2 separate regions of the Mus musculus genome follow, and region 2 is linked to region 1. The links are chromatin contacts, called in public HiChIP or PLAC-seq maps. All regions are on one chromosome and are shown on one strand. The core of a region is the stretch at or near the end of the contact, and the rest is flanking DNA. Distances in the headings are between cores, read along the strand shown. Region 1 overlaps Acot11 (acyl-CoA thioesterase 11). Region 2 overlaps Cdcp2 (CUB domain containing protein 2).

The links. HiChIP or PLAC-seq counts read pairs in DNA pulled down with a chosen protein or histone mark.
Region 2: an H3K27ac HiChIP or PLAC-seq map of differentiating embryonic stem cells shows a contact between it and region 1, with 5 times the contacts expected there. The contact joins two enhancer-like sites. A contact is called at or near these places in 13 of 39 promoter capture datasets (the 3T3-L1 cell line, the C10 cell line, cranial neural crest and 9 more), 1 of 15 datasets of contacts at CTCF or cohesin (the NIH/3T3 cell line), 3 of 484 Hi-C or Micro-C datasets (B cells, bone marrow-derived macrophages and reprogramming fibroblasts), 5 of 115 datasets of contacts at active chromatin or transcription factors (differentiating embryonic stem cells, double positive thymocytes, embryonic basal ganglia and 2 more) and 3 of 9 other capture datasets (adipose tissue, embryonic stem cells and liver).

The regions. Positions count from the first base shown.
Region 1 is chr4:106,746,292-106,753,431 of GRCm38.p6, forward strand. Acot11 (acyl-CoA thioesterase 11) reads right to left here. Exons shown (of 16, transcript NM_025590.4): 13 at 6,536-6,666; 14 at 3,592-3,723; 15 at 2,971-3,097; 16 at 1-2,193. The coding sequence ends at 2,038. Fam151a (family with sequence simliarity 151, member A) reads left to right here. Exons shown (of 8, transcript NM_146149.1): 7 at 682-825; 8 at 1,248-2,001. The coding sequence ends at 1,978. Among named protein-coding and RNA genes, the nearest start is that of Fam151a, 16 kb to the left of the region's middle. Within about 2 kb of position 3,595, at least 92 of the 459 cell types and tissues checked have an H3K27ac peak or open chromatin away from gene starts, as enhancers often do. A contact at or near this core is called in differentiating embryonic stem cells and hippocampal neurons, where this site is marked.
Region 2 is chr4:107,103,963-107,111,102 of GRCm38.p6, forward strand. It overlaps Cdcp2 (CUB domain containing protein 2), which reads left to right. Exons shown (of 4, transcript NM_172873.3): 3 at 1,097-1,432; 4 at 2,756-3,786. The coding sequence ends at 3,276. Among named protein-coding and RNA genes, the nearest start is that of Cdcp2, 11 kb to the left of the region's middle. Within about 2 kb of position 4,404, at least 57 of the 459 cell types and tissues checked have an H3K27ac peak or open chromatin away from gene starts, as enhancers often do. A contact at or near this core is called in differentiating embryonic stem cells and hippocampal neurons, where this site is marked.

The DNA of each region.
Region 1 (7,140 bases), core at 2,345-4,844:
AAAATTCTGCGTGGAACAGGAGACAGGAGCTATTCTGAGAATTTGTCTTCTGCCCCTGGGATATTATGTTATCCAAGCGATGTCCTCAGAACAGGAGTCTGGTTGATAGAGAGGGCAATGGAAGTCCAAAACCACAAGGATTTTGTAGGAGTGCAATCTGATCACAACCTAGCCAAGTCTCACACACACACATACACACACACACACACACACACACACACACATACATACACACACATACACACACACATGCACGCACTCGAGTGCCCTGGCTTCCACAGCACCATTCACCTTTGGCAATAGGGTCTCAAGCACAGCCCTCTTACGTGCCCACTAGTTCATGAGCCAGATGCCACTATGCCCTGTTCTCTTGACCCTGTGTCTAGGGGCATCTACACTTAAGTCATCCCAAGGAGTCACATCAGATTCCACTCCTATTGAGGGAGTTGTGCCTGGGAAAGGGAGGAGACAAGCTTTGGAGCCCCCTCCCCTCATCTCTAGCTCTGTTTGGTTTCTGGCCCAGTAAATTCTGTTGAATGTCAGGCCATGAGACAATGACTTCCAATCTACCCAAAAGGGAGAAGTGACAGCCACAGGGCTTAGGATGCGGGAGAGCCAGTGCATACACAAGGCAATTTGTGGAGAGTGGTCCCTTCACATTGGCAATTTTGGGTCCCACAGTGAACACCACCCGGAAGCGAACCTACTACACAGGTGGCAGCCTGATCCCTCTTCTCCAGCAGCCCAAGGGTGATGGTCTGGAGGTAGAGTGGCTAGTTCTGGAAGTGAATGGCAGTGGGAGAAGAGCAGCCATTACAGTTCCTGGTGAGTCTGCCTGCAGCTCTAAAGCTCCTGGCTACCCTCACCCACAGGTCTGTCATTTGCTTGGGTGGGTAACTTGATTCTCTGTTACCATGGCAACACAATAAGCCACACACTGGATACAAAGTGGGAGGAATAATGTCAAGAGCAGGAACTCCTGGTCTTCACAGCCTTGAGTCCTCAGCCACACTGTGACTAGAGGAGTGGGGAGTGATTAGGAAGGCCAAGAATGGAGGCCAGCAATTTGTCATGCCTGCCTGAGAGTCACCAGTCACAGCACTTGGAGCCTGGGATGGAGCTGGCAAACTCAAGAATGGCTGGTGCCTCTTGATCTATCCCCATGACATGCCCCCATGTATGTCCCCTTTAACAAAAAACACTGACGTCCCATGATGACAGGATCTCCAAACTGTTGCCTCTTCCAGACAGAGAAGGCATGATCTTGCTGGACATTGGCCTCCAGGAACCTGAGGCTGGGAACCCTGTACCCATCCTACACACCCCAGGTGGCCCTGCTCTGACACTGGAGTCGTGTCTGCTGCGTCTGGCTGTTCACCCCAGGCGCTGGGGCATCCATGTGAACATAGTGGAACCCGAAGCTCTCCGGCCATCCCTGGCCACGTTAGCACACCTTTCTACCCTTGGCCATCTGCCCTGGCCTGTGTGGGTGGGGTCCACAGTCTCACATGGTAGTTTTGTGGTCCCTGGCCACATAGCTGGCAGAGAGCTGCTCACAGCTGTGGCTGAAGTCTTCCCCCATGTGACCGTGGCACCGGGCTGGCCCGAAGAGATGCTGGACAGTGGTTATCAGGAGCAGATGGTCACAGATATGCTGGAGCTGTGTCAGGGACTCCGGCAACCTGTGTCCTTCCAGCTGCAGGCTGGGCCACTGAGTCAGAGTCCAGCCAACACTGTGGCCAGGCTCCTGGCCTCCTCCCCTAGAGCCACTGTCACAGTGTACCACAGCACTGCTGGGAACAGCCATGTGGATTTGTGGGCTGGATTGTGGGCGGCCAGGGCCGTGGACAGGACCCGAGTCTATTACAGGATATCCCAGGAGTACTGGAAAGACTTGCAGGCAGATGTGAGCAGCAACCGACCATCCAGTAGGATTGGACCATCTAGTGTGGAAGGCTTCCCTGGGGAGTCAAGGTGAATAAATGTCTCTGCTTTGTTCCACGCACTGTGTAAGACCTGGGGCAGCATGGGTGGTGTCTAGAGGGTCTGGAGGCTGGGAGCTAGGTCATTCCGGTTGTCCAACAGAAAACTCTCACAAGCCTTGAAAGTGTTGTAGAATTCTGAGGACAGGCCGGACACATTGGTGGTCACATAGTTGAGAAAGCCGGGGGTGGCCTGGTTGTAGTAAGAAACCTGCAGGACAGGAAGTCAAGTTCAAGGAGGCATAATGGGGAGGTGAGAGTCAGCAGCCTTGCTTGCCTTCTGGGGAAGCAACAGATACAACCTTGTATCTTGATCAGTTAGAAAACCTGAGTGATAGACCTAGCCTCTTTTGATAGGTCCCCCAGATACACAGGGAACTTCAACTCTGACTGCCCTATCACAGCAAACCATAAGGTCACTGTACACCTCCCTGCTGACTAGGTGGCCCCAAGGGGACAGGAATTGACTCTAATACCTACACCTGAATCCACTTTATAACAGTGCTGGGAGGGTGGGGTGTCACAGAAACGTGGTAGACATAAGCCTTGGACTATGTCCTTTGTGTAGGTCCTTAGCAATGCTGGCCGAGTCAGCACCTGGGCAAGGCTGCAAGGAAAACTGCATGCCAGGGGAACTGCAGCATACCTGCCCCCAGCTCTGCTCTACCTTTCCAATTAACTCTGACTCCCCTGCTGAGCCTTCTATGCCCTCAAAGCCACATAAAGCCCTCCCAGACGAAAAGGGAGACACATTAAACAAACAATGGCAGAATTTTAGATCAGAGCTGGGCTTTCTGTAGTGTGTCCAGAGCTTTTCCCAAGCCCCAATAGCAGTTTGCTCTCTGACCACACTCAAGCTCCAGACGAGCTCCTTTCAGACTGCAAAGTCTGGGGGGTCATGGGGGTTCGGGTCTGGAAGGGCCCAGCCGAACAGCGTAGAGTTCAGTTTATCCATAGGTGGAAGTATAGAGGGGACATCACGTCTTACCTTAGTCATCTGGTCCCCCTCACGCCACAGACAGAAGCCTGAACAGAGAGTCTCCCCACGTTGGTATTCCGGTGTCTCATGGTGCGTGGGCAGCGTGACCGACCTCAGGGCAATGACATAGGGGTCCCTGGAAGAGAGGCAGAGTTAGAAGGGATCAGAGATCATCCAGAGGAGGATGCCTTGCTGGGGGTCAGCTGTAGGAAGGGGACATCTGTGTTAGCAGCATCAGGTTCAGGCTCCCTGTGAACCCATGGACTGTGTACCTTGGGGTTTTCATTCTTCTGGCCTTTGTCTCCAGAAAAAAAGATGCAGTCTACCCTGGCTGCGCCCATGTCTCAGGTAACAGCCACAAGCTTCCAGAGGGCAGAGACCAAGGGATACCCATGGGAAAGGCACTCGTGTCTGTGGCAACAAATGCCACAGTCGCCCTTGCTTTCAGGAGCAGTTTGTGACCTTGCAGTCATGATGAACTCCCAATGGCGCCTAGAAACAGCTGGTGGGTTCTGAGTCCAGCCACCAGTGGGCAGCAGAGCTCTGGCCTCCATGTTGCTGCTCCTCCCAGGAGAGGGAGAGAGGAGGTCTCCCTACCTCAACTGCACCCCTCAGAGAGCAGGCACTCACCCATTGTCACAAGGCTTCCGCCTAGAGGCCAGGATCACAAAGTCCTGGGGCTTGGTGTTCCCGCTCAGGGCGGGGCTGATGACGTGGTAGATGGCGTCATCCTCATCCACTTGCTGCACCAGCTCCACACTCCTGTGGGGAGGCTGAAGTCAGGGCTCAGAGCCACAGCAGCTCTCTATGGGGAGCAGCTCTGCCAGGCTCCCGCAGCCTGCAGCCTCTGAGCGGAGCCGGGGAAGGATGGGGACCCTCCAGCATATGTGTATGCATGAATGTGTATGCATGTGCTTGTCTGTACACACAACATTCACACACACACACAGTGCACCAGAGCAGATACACAGGCACATGCACATATAAGCATATACAGAGACACTCATCTAGGTACACACACACACACACAAAGCACACTGACATATACTCAAGCCAATACAAGTATGCAAACTGATAGTATTAACTGTCAACTTGACAGAATGCAGAATCATCTGGGAAATGGGTCTCTGGGTATGCCTGTAGGAGATTATCTTGTTAATTGGCAGAGGGAGGCCCACCTGAACTGTGGCCAGCACCATCACCTGACAGGGAAAGTGGAGGCTGTGAGCTGGGCACTAGCATGCATTCACACCCCTCTGTTATGTTACTGTGGATGCAGTATGAACAAGTGCTTCAAGCTTCTGCTGCCTTGACCTCCCCACTGCAGTGGACAGTACTTGGAACTGTGAGCCCGAGTGAACCTGTTCTCCCTTCAGTTGCTTTTGTCAGGGTATTTTACGACAGCAATGGAGAAAGACATATGTGAGCGTATGTACACAGACAGCTCTGAACTCACAGATCTGCAGGTGCACACACACCCCAAGTAGCTGTTCAAGGATTCAGTAGTTGTCCATACTGTCTAATGAGTTCCCAGTGTGTTTCAGGTGCTATCCTGGGATCTCACTTAAGACTCCTGTGGGCAGTCTTAGCATCCTCACTAAATAGAGGAGCTAAGGCTGGGGGTTAACCCACTCTGGGCTACAGAGTTCATGAGGAAACAGGGCTGGGGTGTTCAGCCTGATGGGTAACAGAGACAACACAAGACCAGGCATACTCACACATCTGTTCAGGTATACAGGCATCAACTGACATTGGTACCCACAGACACAAGGGCAGTCACATGAGGACATGGCCACACCTCCCCCTATCCTTCTGCTGCACAAAGGCTGGCTAGGGAACAGGCTGGCTGTGCAGGCCTAGGGGAGTGTGCTGGGGTCTCTAGCCTATGTCACTCACCCTCAGTGAACTTTGGTTTGGTCCACAGCAGCCCATCTTTCCCAGCTCCTCTGCCCAGCCACCACCGATCACCTCTCAGTTCTAGAATACCCTGCTAGCAGGTCCGGGTTACCCATGCACAGCATTTTAGAGCAACACAGTTTATTCTTTTCTTTCTTGCCACTTGCTTGATCTCTTGCTCTATGTGTGTGTGGTTGTGTGTGCATGTGTGCGCACATGCACAAGTATGAGTGTTTGAATGCAGGTATTCACCTATTGGTGCACTGTTGATAACAACCTCAGGTATGTCATTGCTATTTGCCTGTGTGTGTGCACCAGACTAACTTTGCTCTAGCAGTTCTAAGGAGTCTCCTGTCTCCCATCTCACAGAAAGAATCCTGGGATTGCAGGCATGAGCTACATGCCCAGCTTTATATGGCTTGTAAACCATCTCTTCAGCCCTCCCAACTTGGGTTCAAGTTCTCATGCTTGTGTGCAAGCGCTTTATCTACTAAACCGTCTCCCCAACACTGCACAAGCATGGCTGCAAAGAAAGCTTAGGCAGGAAGCCGGGCTATGAATGGCTATGCTCACTCCGCTGAAGGCAGACTCAAAGAAGGAGCAGGCTACTCTAGAAAGTCAGCTGGTGATGCGCAGCTCACTGACTTCCCATCTAGCCTCCTAGGGAAGCTCTTGTAATGCAGGCTCCGACTGAGCCACGACATCGGCAGAACAGGAGAGGACTTTGAGGATGCTGAACAAACACCGCTTTAAGCATTAACTTTCCCAGCCCCACAAGTTGGCTCAATGGGTAGGGCACTTTGCCATCATGCCTGCTGAGTTCAGAGTTTAGTTCCCAGCACCTTGTCTAGTGGGTCACAACTGCCTCTACAGACATCTGTACTTACACACACACACACAAGTAGAGCCTTGGCAGGTGGTAAGAACACTGGCTGCTGCGCATTTATGACCTGCTCACCCCCTAAGACCCTTCTTAAGAGTTGGGAGGGCTGGGTTGGAGAGATGGCTCAGCAGTTAAGAGCACCAACTGCTCTTCCAAAGCAAAGGTCATGAGTTCAAATCCCAACAACCACATGATGGCTCACAACCATCCGTAATGAGATCTGATGCCCTCTTCTGGGGTGTCTGAAGACAGCAGTGTACTTACATATAATAAATTAGTCTTTAAACAAACAAACAAACAAAAAAGAGTTGTAAGGGCTGAAGAGATGGCTTACAGGTTAAGAGCACGGGCTGTTTTTTTATTTTTTATTTTTTTTAAGAGGACCTGGGTTCAATTCCCAGCACCCACATGGTAGCTCAAAATCATCTTTACTGATGCTTTGTTCTGGTTCCCATGAGCACCAGACACATATGTGCTGCACAGACAGGCAAAATATCCATATTCATAAAATATTTTTAAAAGGCGCAAACAGAGGCCCAGGTCAGAAACGGCCTGACCAATGTCAAACTATCTAGAGCAGAAACAAGACTTAAACCCAGGCCTCCACGTTCAGTTCCAGGTTTAGTCTCTTCCCTAGGGCTTCAACATACCCATGACTTTGCCATTTAACACAGGACTGACTATACTCTGTAGCCAGGCCCACCCCAGCTGAAGGCCAGTGGGAGCAAAGCATTGTGGGATATGCTTAGCATCAGCAGGCAATCCCCCACCTTTCTCCCAGCACTGGCCCCTCACCGGTAATGCTTGTCCCACTCTGGTCTCCTGCGCAGGTCTGACAGCAGCTGAAAGACCTGGGCGGCATCCACATTTACCACCATCTCCAAGTGAAAGGAGAGGAAGTCCTCTTCTAGGATGTACAGGCGGACCTGCAGAGCACAGAGAACGGCCTCGCCACAGCCCCAGACTGCTGCCGGTGGAGTCTGTCTGCTGGAAGTCAGGGCTGCCACTGACTGGCTGTCTGACTAAAGAAGTGACTGAATGTCCTTGCCACAACCCCGTGAAAATGGACCTCTCACAGAGCTCAGTACGGACAGACAGAAAGCACTGCTGTAAGAAGCAGTAGTCAGAGCTGGAGAGATGGCTCAGAGGTTAAGAGCACTGGCTTCTCTTCCAGAGGACTGGGGTTCAATACCCAGCATCCACATGGCAGCTTAAAGATATCTGTAACTCCAATCTAGGGTATCTGACACCCTCTTCTGGCTTCCCTAAGTACTAGACATACCCGTGGAGCACAGACATGCATGCAGGTAAAACACTACACACATAAAAATAATTATAAAACAAAAGAAGCAGTAACTGAGGCGGCAGAGCTTGGCTTCATCCAACTTGCTAATGTCCAA
Region 2 (7,140 bases), core at 3,154-5,653, 360 kb after region 1:
ACATATATGTAACATACATGTTGGAAACGCAGCATAAGAATGAACTCCTGAGTACCTATCTGCTCAGGTTGTAGATATTAATTGATGGGATATCACAGACTATCTCCACCTACCTTCTCATCTCACAGGAAATCTGATGCCCAGAGAGGAAATACTATTGCCTACCATGACGCAGTTGTGCAGGCGGTCCTGGGACAGGGAGCCCGGGCCTCAGCTGCCAGGGGTCGTGCGCTGCTCACAGAATGGCAGCTCATCTCCTGGGCTCCAGTTCTGTCTACTAACTGCGTGACCTGTCCATGTGTCTTGGCTCTTGTCACCTCAGTGTTGCCTGCCAATCTCCATGTCTCTGAGGGCTTTGACGGTGTCTTTTCTATTGCTGTGACAGAACCCCATGACCGAGACAGCTTATAAAGGAGAATGTTTGATTTAGGGCTCACGGTGGCAGAGGGTCGGAGTCCACGGCTTGATGGGTAGCAAGGCAGGAGGCAGGAAGGCACAGCTGGAGCAGTAGCTGAGCGCTTAGCCCTGGGCCCACAAGCTTGAGGAGGAGAGATAGCTAACTGGGAATGGTATGGGCTTTTGAAACCTCAAAGCCTGACCATGTGACACACCTCCTCCAAAAAGGCCACACCTCCTACCCCTTCCCAAATCGTACCACCAACTGGGAGCAAAGTATTCAAATATATGAGCCTATGGGCATTCTCCTTCAAACTACCACACAGTGTAGAATTCCCCATTGCCCTCCACTCCTGGAGTGACATAACTTAGGTCTATGCTTTGCTCTGGCCTGGATGTTCCCTAGTGGGGTTCAGCAGCCCCCTTTAACACACTTCTCCATCTTATCTCACCCCCTTACTCCCACCTGGGGATTCTGGGCCTTCAAATAAACCCCTTGTGCTAGGGTCTTTATCCCCCAGGCCTACCTGAGTGAACTCAGGCCTAGACAGATAAGTTACTTGGCCTCTCTCTGTAAAAGGTGGGTGCCATGTGGGTCAGGGTTCAGATCTGTGCCTGCCACCCGTGTGTGTTTGTGGAGCAGCGTTTTGGGTGTCTGGCTCCCCGGGGAGGAGGTCAGCTCAAGTGGGCTCCCTTGCAGATGTGTGCGGCGGTGTCTTGACCGGCCTGTCAGGGGTTCTCAGCAGCCCTGAGTACCCCAACAATTACCCCAACAATGTGGAGTGCCACTGGCTGATCCGCGCCTCAGGACCTGCTGCTGTCAAGTTGGTGTTCGTGGACTTCCAGGTTGAGGGCAGCGACGAATGCATGTATGACTACGTAGCTGTGCTTGGAGCGCCTGGCCCTGCCCACGGGCACCACTACTGTGGCCGCACCAGACCCCCCACCTTCGTGTCCCTGGGCCATGAGCTGCAGGTGGTCTTCAAGTCTGACTTCAACATTGGAGGCCGGGGCTTCAAGGCCCACTACTTCTCAGGTAGGAGGGGCCAAGGCTATGGTAGCGCCTGTGTACTCCTGCCTGCTGCTTTGCTTGGGGACTCAAGCTTGCTTGTGTCCTTGGGGTTTGGGTTTTCTGCACTTTCTCTAATGGCTTAGCACACTCTTCTGGGCCAACGCCAAGGCCTAAGCTGATCATGTTCTTGCTCAGATGGGATCAGTCCCATTTAAATGCCTTAGAGCAGTGGTTCTCAACCTGTGGGTCGTGACCCCTTTGGGGATCAAACAACCCTTTTGCAGGGGTCACATGTCAGATATCCTGTATACCAGATGTTTACATGTGACTCATGACAGTATCAAAATTACAGTTATGAAGTGGCAACGAAAATAATTTTATGGAACTGTGCGGTGGTGGCGCATGCCTTTAATCCTAGTTCTTGGGAGGCAGAGGCAGGAGGATCTCTGAGTTCAAGTCCTGTCTGGTCCACAGTGTGAGTTCCAGGACAGCCAGGGCTACACAGAGAAACCCTGTCTTGAGAAACCAAAATAATAATAATAACAACAACAATAATAATAATAGTTATTATTATTTTATGGTTGGGGTCACTACAACATGAGGATCTGTATTAAGGGGTCGCATCATAGGAGGATTGAGAACCACTGCCTTAGAGAATTAGATACTCTTACATCTACCTCATGCCACCTTTGTCCAGCTCCCTGTCGGAGGGTGAGCTAGCTCCTTTTCCTGTGCCTGCTGTGCTGACGTGATGTGTGTATAGAAGAGTGGATGAGCTTCAGAGAATTCACAGCCCACTGAGAAAGATGGGTGGTACAGCAAAAAGCCAACTGCCATGAGTGCAAACAGGAGGAATCACAGGGGACTTCCTGGAGGAAGAATCAAGCAGAGCCTCAAAGAAGTCAGCCCAGAGGGCATGAATGGTATATACAGAGGGCAGAGGGCAGAGGGCAGGCGGCTGAGAGCAAGGCTGGCATGTAGGCAGAATGTTGGCTTTTATACCTGAGATAGACAAGGGTGTGAGGCACAGAGGAAAGGTCCGCCTGGCTCACAGTTGCAGAGGCCCAAGGCTGTCAGCTGTGGTCTTTGGGCCTGTAGTGAGGAGGAGCATCATGGCAGGGAGCAAGGAGTAGAACAAAAACTGCTCCCTCGTGACAGGAAGGAAGCAGAGACATAAAAAGGAAGGGACTGGGGGCCCTAGTGCCCACTTTTGAGGGTGTCCCCCCAGTGAGCCTCCCAGTAGGCCTGGTGTCCTAAGGTTTCTACCACCTCCCGGTGGCACCTCAGGCTGGAGACCCTGACTTATTTATCATTTATTTGGTGTGAGGATAACTTTCTTCTTCCCAGGAGAATGCCAGGAGGTGTTCACAGCTGTGCGTGGAAACTTCTCCAGCCCACAGTACCCTGGCGCCTACCCCAACAATATCCGTTGCCACTGGACCATCCGCCTGCCCCCCGGCTACCGGGTCAAGGTCTTCATCCTGGACCTGGGCTTGGAGGAGCCCAATAGCCTAACCAGAACCTGTGACTTCGACCATCTGGCAGCCTTTGATGGGGCCAGTGAGGAGGCACAGCTGCTGGGGAAGTGGTGTGGGCATCACCTGCCGCCGCCTGTCACCTCGAGTCGCAACCAGGTCCTGCTCCTGCTGCACACTGACCGCAGCACCTCCGGCAGGGGCTTCTCCGTGGCCTACATCGGAGGTCAGCTGGGTGTGTGTCCTTGGGAACTCTGCGGCCCCTTCCTGTGTCCACTGAGACACAGCCCCTCCACTGACTCCTCCAGACCCCACTCAGTCGCCTACCCTGGGGACCTTGGAGGCCACTCCAGTACGGCCCTCATTTATTTCCACTGTCACCTCTTTTCATAGCTTCTGACTCCCTGATTCCTAATTCCCCCTACCTCGCTCCCTTTCCCATGGGCTCTCTGCCTCTTGGATATTTGATCCAGTTTCCAGGACTGATGCACACAATATGCCAAGTTATCAACAGTCAGGAGGCAAAAACACTGAGATGCCACCAGACTTGCCTGCATCATTCAGAAGTGCTAGCTGGACAAAGGGTACTAAGGTGTCCTCACCCAGCAGCGTGCTAGCCAGGCAACCCCTGTATGGGGCCAGGGACTCGGAATTTCCTAAGGGCACCGCTGAGATCCTTATGTTTGCAACAGAACTTCTGCAGAGCACGGGCATCCTGTCCACAGCCAAGGCTGGGAACGGACAAGAGAGGTGGCAGCCACGAGAATCCCGTTATCCAGAAAGCCCGAGCCTTCCAAAGCGCTCTCAATGCTTTGTCCTGGGTCCCTGTGGTTTCAGTCACGTGGCCATGCTTTTCTGCAGAGGTGGCTGGGAAGCTGGTATTAAGGTTTTTCTAACTTTGGTTATGTGGACTCGGTACAAAGCTTGCAAGTCCCTGAGTCAGGTAAGGAGTAGGGGCTACAGGCTCTGCGGACGTCTTTCCCTCATACACTCCGGCCTGGCCTGTTCAGCAGTGAAAGGAGCCTTTTTCCTCATCCCTGGCTGTTGAGTAGCTAGGGAACCCTGGGAGTGGATTGGAAAACAGTGGCTACAAGCTGGTGGCCCATAGAGACCCTTCTGGTCCTGGTTCTGTGAGAAGAAAAGATGGGGTTCTTGGCACAGCTTCCTTTGATTCTCCATGGACAAGGAGAATGTTGTGAGACCAGGTGCCATCTGGGTTCTGCCCAGTGACCTGGAGTCTCCCCTTAGCTCTCCTGATTTTCCCACCTGTACAGCAGGAATTTGGATTGAAGGGTCTTCCGGGCCAGCTTGCCTCTGAGAGCCCAAGTCTCCAGCCCAGACTGGGCAGCGCTAAGTGATTTAGACCGCCTCTTCTTGCAGCATCTTTGGAGATGAGGGTGGGGGTGGTTGTCATTCTGGCTCCTGTTCCAGGACCTTCTGTGCTCCCTACACAGCCCCCTGTGGGAGTCGAGGGTCAGACAGGGTACTCACACTGGACCAGCACCAGATGGGGCCCAGGCTGTAGGCAGCCTCTCCACAGGGAGGGCAACCACGGCATCAATCAGGGGTGACACACAGTTCAGTGCCACCGAGATCATCGTGGGAGACAGCGGACCCATAAATCCCCGCCTGCCCAGACACCCGAGGTTGAAATATGTCCGAGACATTTCCCGGAGAGGGCTGAGGGATCCAGGCCTCTGCCTGCCAGGCTCCCTTTTTCTTCCAGCCAGCGACCAACCCCCACCTGCCTCTGCCTTGCCTACTCCCTGGCTCCTGCAACCCCAGACACTCAGAGTCGCACTCTCACACAGCACAGGGCATGCTGGGAGCTGACTGATTTGTAATGAGCAGACTGCCCGCCCACCTCCCTCGAGTCTGAAATCCAAACTCAGCCACAACGGGCAGCTTCACCTCTCAGAGATCTGTTTTCAAAACTGAAGTGGCTTGTGGTGTGCCCACCCTCCATGGCCATCACAGGAGGGACAACAGGGTTCCCCCACGCCCCCCGCACCCAGATTCTTTTCTATCTTAGCGTGATGGTCCTTCACAGCACTCCTGTGCATCTCCACATTATTTGTCCTGCACATGCCGTGGTGTGGCAGACTTCTTCATGTCGTCTGTGTCTGTGTCTGTGTCTGTCTGTGTCTGTGTCTGTGTCTGTGTCTGTGTCTGTGTCTCTGTCTGTGTCTGTGTCTGTGTCTGTGTCTGTGTCTGTGTCTGTGTCTGTGTCTGTCTGTGTCTGTGTCTGTGTCTGTGTCTGTGTCTGTCTGTGTCTGTCTGTGTCTGTGTCTGTCTGTGTCTGTGTGTGTCTGTGTCTGTGTCTGTGTCTGTGTCTGTGTCTGTGTCTGTGTCTGTGTCTGTGTCTGTGTCTGTCTGTGTCTGTGTCTGTCTGTGTCTGTGTGTGTCTGTGTCTGTGTCTGTGTCTGTGTCTGTGTCTGTGTCTGTGTCTGTGTCTGTGTCTGTGTCTGTGTGTGCTGTGCAGAGTAGGCCATCAGTAGCTGTGTTTACTGAATGATAGGGTGAACACCCTGCCGTGCGGCAAAGCGATAAGCACTCTTATTGTGGTGAAGAACTAGTTTCCAGTCACTCCCATGCTCATTCATTCATTCATTCATTCAGCATTTCCTCAGCCTGCCAAGCTCTACACTGGCCTCAAAGGGACAGAAACAGTGGTACACTACATGCCTTAAGAGCTCACAGATCGAGGTTTCGGGGGAGCAATGCACGCAATATATCTCAACTGAGTCCTATAGTATTCCATAAGCACCTTCTCTAGTCTGGAGTTCTGTTCCGTGTCTACTGTCCTTCCAGGAGGCTTGGGGGTAATGGTTCTGACAGCAGCCCTAAGGTCTCAGATTCCGCCCTCCTTTCCAGTGGTGCCCATGAATGTGAGCTGTTCTCGCACGGACTTCCAGATCCTGATCTCTGCCCAGGCACTGGCCCCACTGGAGCGGACCAAGGTCTACCTGGGTAGCCGGAGCTGTGCAGCCCAGGAAGTTGGCAGTAACTTCCGGATCCAGGCCCGCTTTGACACCTGCGGTACTGAGTCTCAGGTAGGGGTTGGTGGGGAGGGAGGTATAAGAGATGGGCTCTGAGCCTTACTGAAGGGCACCTGCTGTCCTCAGTTTCCCTCATGGCTCTGATGGTGCACACAGATATGGACTCAGGCTTACTGGCACCCCACCCCCACCCCATAGTGAACAACCCTAAATTTCCTCCCTGCTCCTCTCTTTGAGAGCCCCCGGGGGAGAATGGAACCCCGATTTCTTTAATATGCACAGCTATCCCCCTGCTCACTGCTCACCCATCCTCCCCAACCTGGTGACTCCAATTCATCTCTGGGCTCCACAAACAAATGAGTTTCAAGTAAGGATCCATCTCCCTCCAAAGGCTGTGGAGCTTACAAACAAGATTTTCCCACTATCCTTGGATTTTGGAGGCTGTGAGCCCAGGCTGGGGTGGATGGGTGGTAGGGGCCTGAGAGAGTCCCTGGGCAGTGTAATACCCCAACACCCTAAATTATGTCCTTAGGAGAATGCAGGGGAGGGGGTGCGAAGAGAAGGAACAGTGGTGTGCCCCTGTTAGAGTCCCCAGCTCTGAAACCTGGGTGTCAGCAGTCTGGCTTGGCCTGAGGCCCCATGCCCTGCCACTTGCTTCTGGCCCCTGCTGTCCTCCGCTCAGCCACTGTCCTTTAGAAGGGAGCTGAGGAACATCTGGCTGCCAGTCTGTCTTCACCTTGCTCCATGCCCTGAGGCCCCTAGGGATTTTCTTGGGACAGAACCACATCCAGTGGATGGAATGAAGGAGACAACGTTCCTAAGGGCTGGGAAGGTGGGTCAGTCAGGAATGAGCTAGCCATGCAAGCATGGGGACAGGAGGTCCATCCTCAGACCCATGTTCATCTAAAAAGTAAATAGAAATGTTTAAGGTGGGGGTGGTGGCGCACGCCTTTAATCCAGCACTTGGGAGGCAGGATCTCTGTGATTCTGAGGCTAACTTGGCCTACATAGGAGGCTCTAGGCCAGACCAGACCAGCCAGAGCGACTTAAGCAAGGCATAATGTATGCTAGGGAGGTAGAGACAGGCCCTCACGCTCCCCCACCTCTACCACGTGCGTTCACTCCAGTCTTTACTATGTAGATGACCAGCCTCTCTTTGGTTCTTCTTCACTCACAGATCCTACCTTGCTCTGTCCCGTATCATGATTCTATGTCTCAAAGATCAAGGCTACAGGTCCCCTTAAAGAGCAGGGAACAG